Linked DNA regions of Mus musculus: region 2 is linked to region 1. Evidence: chromatin contacts called from public HiChIP or PLAC-seq data. All regions are on one chromosome and are shown on one strand. Each heading gives the region's core, a stretch centred on a gene start, on an enhancer-like site or on the middle of the called end of the contact. The rest is flanking DNA. Distances are from core to core; before and after follow the strand shown. Region 1 has its middle 20 kb from the start of Plpbp. Region 2 overlaps Gm45470 (a long non-coding RNA gene).

Region 1 (4,169 bases), core at 937-3,436:
AAAGTCACACAACAGAGGAGAAAGCTGTAGGCTTTATCTCAAGACGGGGAGGTTGGGGGGAAAACATAACAAGCTCACAGTGTCTGGGGGTGTCCTGGGATGGGGGCCCATGTTGGCTGGGACGAGTGAGGAGTAGATATGTATTTGTGATGTGTACCTCAAGTCGAGGTTGATGCGAATCTGAAAAGCCTGGCTGGTGCTAAACCTGCTTCCGGTTACCAGCACCAGATATGACTGGAACTAGTGTAGAAGAACTTAAGAGTTGAAGGCAAAGGTCCTGCTCCATTCTGCTCCCGACATTTTGAACTGCTCCTGCCTTTCCTTCTCTGCTCTTTGTTGAAATAGACACTAAAGGGACGAGGGTTGGTGCCCTGGAGATCCAGATACCAGTTTTAGCTTCTTTTCTTTTCTTTTTTTCTTTTTTCTTTCTTTGGTTTTTCGAGACAGGGTTTCTCTGTATAGCCCTGGCTGTCCTGGAACTCACTCTGTAGACCAGGCTGGCCTCGAACTCAGAAATCCACCTGCCTCTGCCTCCAGAGTGCTGGGATTGAAGGCCTGTGCCACCACGCCCGGCTCTTTTCTATTGCTGTGATGAAACACCATGACTCAAAAGCAAGTTGGAGAGGAAAGGGTTTTATTTGGCTTACATTTCCACCTCATGGTTCATCACTGAAGGAAGTCAGGACAGGAACTCAAACAGGGCAGGAAACCTGGAGGCAGGGCTGATGCAGAGGTCATGGAGAGGAGCGGCTTACCTGCTTGTTCCTCGTGGCTTGCTCAGCCTTCTCTCTCTGTCTCTCTCTCCTCTCTCTCTTTTCTCTCTCTCTTATTTTCTTTCTTTGTTATTTTTTCTCTCTCTCATTTTCTTTTTTTAAAAAGATTTATTTATTTATTATATGAAAGTACACTGTAGCTGTTTTCAGACACACCAGAAGAGGGCGTCAGATCTCATTACGGGTGGTTGTGAGCTACCATGTGGTTGCTGAGATTTGAACTCAGGACCTTCAGAAGAACAGTCAGTGTTCTTAACTGCTGAGCCATCTCTCCGGCCCTCTTTCTCATTTTCTTTCTCTTTCTTTTTGTTCTTCCTTTTCTTTCTTTCTTCCTCCCTCCCTCCCTCCTCTCTCTCTCTCTTTTCTCTCTCTCTGACTCTCTGTCTCTCTCTCCTCTCTCTCTTTTCTCTCTTTCTTATTCTTTCTTTCTTTTTTTCTTTCTTTCCTTCTTTCTTTCTGAAATAGGGTTTCTCTTTGTAGCCTTGACTGTCCAGGAGCTCACTCTGTAGACCATTAACCTTTCTTATGGAACACAGGACCACCAGTCCAGGGGTGGCACTACCCGAAATGGGATGGATCCTCCCATATCAACCACTAATTCAGAAAATGCCCTACAGGTTTGCTTATAGCTCCATCTTAAGGAAGCATTTTCTCAATTTAGGTTCCCTCCTCTCAGGTGACTTAAGCTTGCATCAAGTTCACATAAAACTAGCCAGGACACTGGTGGTGGTGGTGGTGGTGGTGTGTTTTCTAATCCAGCTTTCAAGTCTCAGCACCCCACCAGGCTACACCTCTCTCAAAGCTGGAGGTCCCTCCATCATGTGCAGACCAGTTTCCCCTGAGCCACTACAGCTGTTTGTCAACACCATGACCCAGTCAAGAGCCCAGAAAATTCTCATGCATGGGACTCAGACAAACACCTCCATTAATACACAGTCCGAGTTGGTTGGCAGCCTGGGAGTTTGGATTTTCAATTTGGTGTGAAGATTCGTGTCCGTGTGGAATCTATGACACTTCTCTTCCCAGCCATGAAAGGGAGGGTTTTAGTGTTTGCTGGAGCCTAGAATCCCATAACGTGTTTCGTGCCAGGGTGATTTTGCTGTTTATATGTCCCGGTTGGTGAGGCTTTTTGTTGAGTTTGTTTTGCAGTGCTGAGCACGGACAAATGCTTTATGCCGAACGAGTGCCCTGCCACTGAGCCACCCTGCCAGCCCCGTGTCCCAGGAGTTAGGTCTTTCTGCTTTAAGCTGGAAGGACCGAAGGGAAGGCTTGGATGCCCATATTTGGACAGCAGCTAAGCGGACTCAGAGACTTTTCATCCCCCAGCTGCCCCCCTGCCCTAGCTGGTTATGTCAGTGGTCATCCATGAGTGACCCACCCTGGGAGACTGTGCAGAATGTGGGGCTTTAGTTGCTTTCTCATTCTGCCTTACAGTGTCAGGTTTCACCGATGCAGGCAGGCGAGCAGGCAGGCAGCCGTATCCCCAGGGTTCTTTATCTTATCTTCCCATTCATGTTTGCCTTCTAGTTCTCTACGCAGACCCCGGCAGGCAGGACAAAGCTGCCGCCACCGAGGCAGTAGGTTGGGCACTGTCTTACCTTCCAATATGTGCAAGGAGCTGGTCACATGTCATCTTCACAGCAATGTCACCTTGCTTGGGACCTCAGCCTCTACTTAGAGATAAGGACACTAAGCCCCACTTGCCAGTAAGAATTTGGCCTAAGGTTATTTGATTGCCGTTCAGACTCAAACATATTGACACCAGTCTTCTTCTAGCAGTCATTGCAACTTGCGTCCGGGGCTGTGTTTGAACATGTGTGTATGTAGCTGTGTGCACACATGTGTATGTATGTATACGTGCATGTGTATCTGTGTATTTTTGATAGCATTTTATGTATGTGTGTGTGCATGTGTGTGTTCATGCATATGTACTTGTGGGTATATATGCTATGTGCTTATTTATGGCTACATATGTGTGTGTCTGTGTATGCACATATATCTGTGGCTGTAAACTATTATGTGTGTATGTGCTATAGTGTGCTTGTGGTTGCACGCATATGTGCATGATGGTATGGTTGTGTGTTTCTGAGCATGGACTGCGCATGCGTGTCCCACTTGGCAAGGCTGTCTTTTCTATTCCTGTAGCTCCTCTTGGAGTATGTTCTCTAACTTACTGGACAAAGTCCTTTTGATGGCTGGGCTCCTTAAAGTGAGCACAGTGAGAACCCTGTTCCCCTTTTCCCCACCCCCTGCCCCAGGCTCCGGGCCTCAACTTACAGGGCTAAATGGCCCACTGGCTGCCAAGGTGGCCTCGGGCCTCACAGGTGAGTGCTGGCATGCTACAGAGAGCAAACGCCAGCACAGAATACATACTTTGTCTCCACAATGAGACTGCCTATGGCTGGACATAAGGAGGCACACAGCAATCCTGGAAGGACACCAAGCAGGAAAGAATGGCTGTCTCCATAGACCAGCCATTTCCAGACCTCACAGACTTAGAACAGGAAGGAAGTCAGATGCAGGCAGAGTCATCCCCTATGACAAAGGGTTGCCCCCACCCGAATCCCAATCTGAGGCCCACATCCCAGTATGCCCAGCCCATAGTAGCAGTCCCATGGTGCTGGCCGTTTCCTGCCTCATTCAAAGGTGCTGATCAGAGCAGTGAAGCAATACCAGAGCCTTGTGTGTGCTATGGCCTCTCAGAGTGCGGCTGTCTCTAGTGAGCTGTGGAGAGGGGAAAGTCATGGGAACGGGAGAGAGAAGCAGATGGAGAGAGCAGGAGAGATGAAAAAAAGAGGAAGGAGAAGGAAGAAAAGGAGGAGGAGGAAGAGGAGGAGAAAAAAAGGAGGAAGGGTTAGGGAAAGGAGGAAGAGGGTGCTGGGTTTATCCAAGGACCCCAAAGTGGTGAGGCACTTTTCAGTTTCTTCCATGTGGGCAGTGTTTCCTATGATGTCTTAGGAAGCAAGATGGTGGCACAGGACTGGGAGGAGATGCAGCTAACAGTCTGGCGCTGCAGACCTGCACAGCAGCAGCACTTCTCGATACTCTGTGGCCCAGCAGGAACCTCCCTCCCTTGAACCTAGCCGATTCTAGTTGGGGGGCTGGGGGTGCAGTTGGCAGAGGCTGACTCCAATCTCTGGCTTTATCTTCCCGACACATTGAAACCATCAAGCGGAGGCCTGATGCAGAGGCCTCGATGTTGGGTAGTCTGGAGGAACACTGAGTTCATCCAAAGCAGCCGTGCCTCCTGCATTCCCCACTCAACGGGGAAGAGGGGCAGGGCTTCACGGTGCTCCAGTGGCAGGCCTTGCAAGCTATTGAGCTATTGTCTCTGAGATGTGTTGAGGCCAACGTCCCTTCGGACCCTCCCGCTTTACCCTCCTCTCCCAAAGGGAA
Region 2 (4,169 bases), core at 715-3,214, 170 kb before region 1:
TCAAGGCAGGGTCTCTCGCTTGAATTCAGAGCTCAACAATTTCACTAATCTAGTTAGCCATCTTGCTCTTTGGATCCCCTGTCTCCACCTCTCTAGCACTGGGATGACAGGAGAGCAGCCTCACCCTTGTGTTCACTACGATGCTGAGGATTCGAATTCTGGTCCTCACTCATTCTTTCACAACTAGCACCTCATCCATCTGGACCATCTGCAGCCCCCAAGCCATTACTTTTGTTAGACTCAGCAGGAGGAGTGAGTACCAAGGCACGAGCCTTACATCTGCATTTAAGCATAAAGAATACTAAATGGGTGGAGGTAAGGCCTGTATTACCATCACTGAGAGTGCTCACTGTCAGTGGGTGTCCTTCCCAAGGTTACATAAGGCAGCTTACAGGATCTACAGCAACCTGTAACCTTACACACTTCTGTTTGTGACACTCCCACTACCTAGAATGCCATTTCTCTTTCCTGTGGCCTTACAACTCTTATCACCTATTAACCTTCATACACAGGTCTCTTCTCGGTGACATTTATTGAATCAGTGATTTCCCCTTCACTGGAAATCAGCCCCTGTGGATACTCAACTTTCTTCTCTGCCCTTGTGCTGTAGGAACTAGCTTCCTTCATCTTCTACAGTCTGGTACCTCTCAGCATCTCAAGTGTCCCCTTGATGCCCAGCCCATGGTTGCTTCCCATCTGTGGAGCAGGGTTCAGGTCAGGATTTTTCTGTAGCCCTGGCTATCCGGAACTTGCTCTGCAGACCAGGCTGGCCTCAAACTCAGAGATCTGCCTGCCTCCGTCTCTGTCTCCTGAGTGCTGGGATTGAGATTAAAGGCATGGACCCACTGTTCAGCTCTAGGCCATACTCAGAGAGAGACAGAGTCAGAGAGAGAGACAGAGAGGAAAAGAAAAGACATTTGTTTGCAGAGTTTCCCTGGGACGAATAGCAACAGAGTAGAGCCAGGCAGTGACTTGTTTCCTCTGAGCAAGCAGTACCCATGCTTGGGTTTAATTTAGGCTCTGCTTTTCATGTCTTAAAAGGACTTTCCCATGACAGACTCAAGACCTGAAGTCCTGTGTAGTCAGCACAGCTACGGAGAGATGAGTGGTGAGATGCAGCCAAGTGTGCCGGCCCCTGACCTCCTCCTGCTTCTATACGGGGTTGGAGAATTTTGCAGCCCTGAGCTTTGGCATTTTGTTCCCAGCTCGCTCAGTGGATAAGGCATGCCCATGTAGGGTACAGCAGTCTCCGGCCTTTTTGCAATGGGATGTTGGCTCACACCTGTGATTGTGTGTGCTTGGTTTGGGTGTACATGGCTGTGATTGTGACTATGGTAACAGTGAGTCTGTTAGAACACACATCTAAGTTTTCAAGAGCATGTACATATGTCCTAGAGTGTGTGTATCTCTAGTATGATATTTATATGAGCAGTGTCTGTGCTCTGTTCACATGAGTTATGCTTATCTCTGTGTGTGCTTGAATGGGGGAGCATTCTCATGGATGCTTCTGCCTCACTGGGTACCTACCTCTGCTAAACGTATGGCCATCCAAAGAATGTCATCAGCCCTCTTTGGGTTCCTTAGAACAATGGCTTCGTCTTGTCCCCAAATCTTAACATTGCCACCGCATGAAACAGATTCCAATGGCTTGTTATCTCTTCCTTCTCCATCCTGTGAGAGGGTGAGAGAGTGGAGGAAGGCCACAGAGCCCATGCTAGGACCTTTCTCCTTGTTGATTGCTAGGACCTTTCTCCTTGTTGATTCCATTTCATCTTGGTACTCTTTTGTATCAACCAGGCTCCTGGGAGCCACGGGAGCCCTTGGCCTTCCAAATGACATCATTTGGAAACTATTATAAGGTCTAGCTAGCAAAATGTGAAGCTCACTTGAGAAAGCCGGAGTTGCCTCCCCACAGTCCCACATCTCAGGACAGAATTGACATTCCGGGCATGGTTTGCATTCCCTTCCTCTTTGTCTCCCTGCTCCCCACCCCTTCCAGGACCACCCATTTGCTCTAGCAGACAGACTGCTGCTATGAGCAAAGCCACCCTCCCTTGATGCTCTGGGGAAGCCTAGTCCTCTCTGATTCTGACTCTCTTACCTTCCTTCTCCCAGTCTTTGTGTTTGGTTTGGTTCTATTGTTTTGTTTTGACTTGGGGTGCTGGAGGCTTGATCTCGGACTTTGCAAACCCCAGGCTAAAGCTCTACCCCTCCCTCCCTTCCCTCCTCTCGCTATTCCTCCCTCCCTCCCTCTGACCTAGCATCTTCTGCCGACACTCTGGATGTTCAGCATCTTTTCTGATGAGCTTTTGTTACTCGGGAAGGTTCATCCTGACTTACCTGGAGGAGAGACCTTCCTCATTATGTTGCCCTTTGCCCCTCTGATCTCAGCTCATCTCCTTTCCCTAACACAGGCTCCATGGGAAAAGGAGGGAGATGCAGTCTAATCAGAGCAGTATAGCCAAACTACTTCCTTCCGTGGTTCCAGCTTCTTTTTCACCAGAGAGGTTCTGGCCTTGTTTGAGTCTTCCCTCCTATGGAAGAAGGAGAGTCTGGACAAGGGACCCAAACGGCATGACTGATCTGCCCTGTCCCCCGCTGTCTCCACTTCCCACCAGCCAAGCCATAGCTAAAAGGGTGATCAAACATTTCTCTGCCGGAGACAGGATCCCTCTGTGCGCTCTTTTCCACGCTGGCTGGCTTCCCTCTTGCCTTTGAGGAGAGGCTGCTTATTGGACAAAGACCTAAAAATTCCTGCCTGGGATTTAGCCATGGCTGTGACCTTCCCCTGGCCTTAGGAAGAGCGTCTCTGACAGTCACTGCGCTTAGTGATTCTTTAGAGATGAAAGCGAGGATTTTTCTTCCCACTTAGGAATTGAAGGACCAGCTCATTTTTATTTTATTATTTGTATGTCTATTGTGTGTGTGTGTGTGTGTGTGTGTGTGTGTGTCTATATGTGGAGGCCAGATGGATCCCCTGGCAATGAAATCACTTGTAGCTGTGAGTTAACTGGTGTGGGTGCTGGGAACTGAACTCATGTCCCTTGGAAGAGGAACAAGTGCCTTTAACCTCTGAACTAACTAACTAACTCTCTCTCTCTCTCTCTCTCTCTCTCTCTCTCTCGCCCTAGAAGACCAATTCTTGATCCCTTCTTCCATGGATGATCAAGACCTGAAAAGGAAGAACCAGGGCTGAGGTGTAGCTGGGCAGTAGGCTTCCCGCTTTAGCATGCTCACGAGGCCCTGGGTTCCACCCCCAGCGTGCAAATTTAAGTCAAATTAGAAATAAAACATAAGGCACTAGTAGAATGCTCTGTCAACCCATTTCTTGTTGAAAGCCCTTGTCCCAACCTATCCCTTAGACATGAATCTTATGTCCCCTGAAATTAGAACCTCTCACCTTTATGCAGATGTGTGTAGAGTTAGCTTTGCCATGTGTTAAAGGAAACAAAATGTCTTCCATTAGGGCTTCTTTGCAGCTTTGGTTGACTTCCCTGACTTCAGGGAGACCGTGGCCCATTGTTGTCCCAACCAGGACAGAACAGAGGTATTGCTGGCACAGTTTGGCTGGGAATGAGGACACATGCTGGCAAAAGAGCCCATGCCTCCTCTGTCTGTGTGCTAATACCTGTTAGGAATTAGCTTTTGCCACTTGTGAACGTGCCTGGCTTTCTTCCCTGGACCTCAGTATATAACTATATAAGGTGTTGCTAGTGGATTTGATCTTTAATGACTGTTTGAGAGGCGAGTGTGGTACCCTGTAATCTCAGCTACTAATGAAATCTCCTCAGGAAGATGATAAACTCAAGCCCTGCCTAGGTTGCAAAGTGATTCCAAGGCCAAACCTTGGTCACTTAGTGAGACCTGTGTAAAACAAAAGGGCAAAACAAGAGCTGGGGCTAACCTAGCGGTAGAAGCCTCGCCCAGCATGCATAAATCGCCAGCACCATTAGAAAGGAGAAGGGAAACCCATTTAAAGTGTTCTCCCCCCACCCCCAGATTTTTTTAAATACTGAGCCTCAAGTATCCCAGACCAGCATCAAACATGGTGTCTTGTCAAGAATATTCTAAGCTTCAGGTCTGTTACTTTTAGCTCTTGGTTGCTGGGATCTTGGAACCTGTGTTGCCCTGTCCAGTTTATGAAATACTTGATGAGACCCAGAGCCTTG

Evidence for each region. HiChIP or PLAC-seq counts read pairs in DNA pulled down with a chosen protein or histone mark.
Region 2: a contact with region 1 is called in an H3K27ac HiChIP or PLAC-seq map of extraembryonic endoderm stem cells. The contact joins two enhancer-like sites. A contact is called at or near these places in 2 of 39 promoter capture datasets (embryonic stem cells and neutrophils), 1 of 484 Hi-C or Micro-C datasets (embryonic stem cells), 7 of 115 datasets of contacts at active chromatin or transcription factors (embryonic stem cells, epiblast stem cells, extraembryonic endoderm stem cells and 1 more) and 3 of 9 other capture datasets (adipose tissue, liver and pancreatic islet).

Annotation. Positions count from the first base shown.
Region 1 is chr8:27,060,113-27,064,281 of GRCm38.p6, reverse strand. No RefSeq gene overlaps it. Among named protein-coding and RNA genes, the nearest start is that of Plpbp, 20 kb to the right of the region's middle. Within about 2 kb of position 2,186, at least 32 of the 459 cell types and tissues checked have an H3K27ac peak or open chromatin away from gene starts, as enhancers often do. A contact at or near this core is called in extraembryonic endoderm stem cells, where this site is marked.
Region 2 is chr8:27,232,521-27,236,689 of GRCm38.p6, reverse strand. It overlaps Gm45470 (a long non-coding RNA gene), which reads right to left. Exons shown (of 3, transcript XR_001778544.2): 1 at 2,341-4,169; 2 at 1,528-1,671. Among named protein-coding and RNA genes, the nearest start is that of Adrb3, 5.0 kb to the right of the region's middle. Within about 2 kb of position 1,964, at least 38 of the 459 cell types and tissues checked have an H3K27ac peak or open chromatin away from gene starts, as enhancers often do. A contact at or near this core is called in extraembryonic endoderm stem cells, where this site is marked.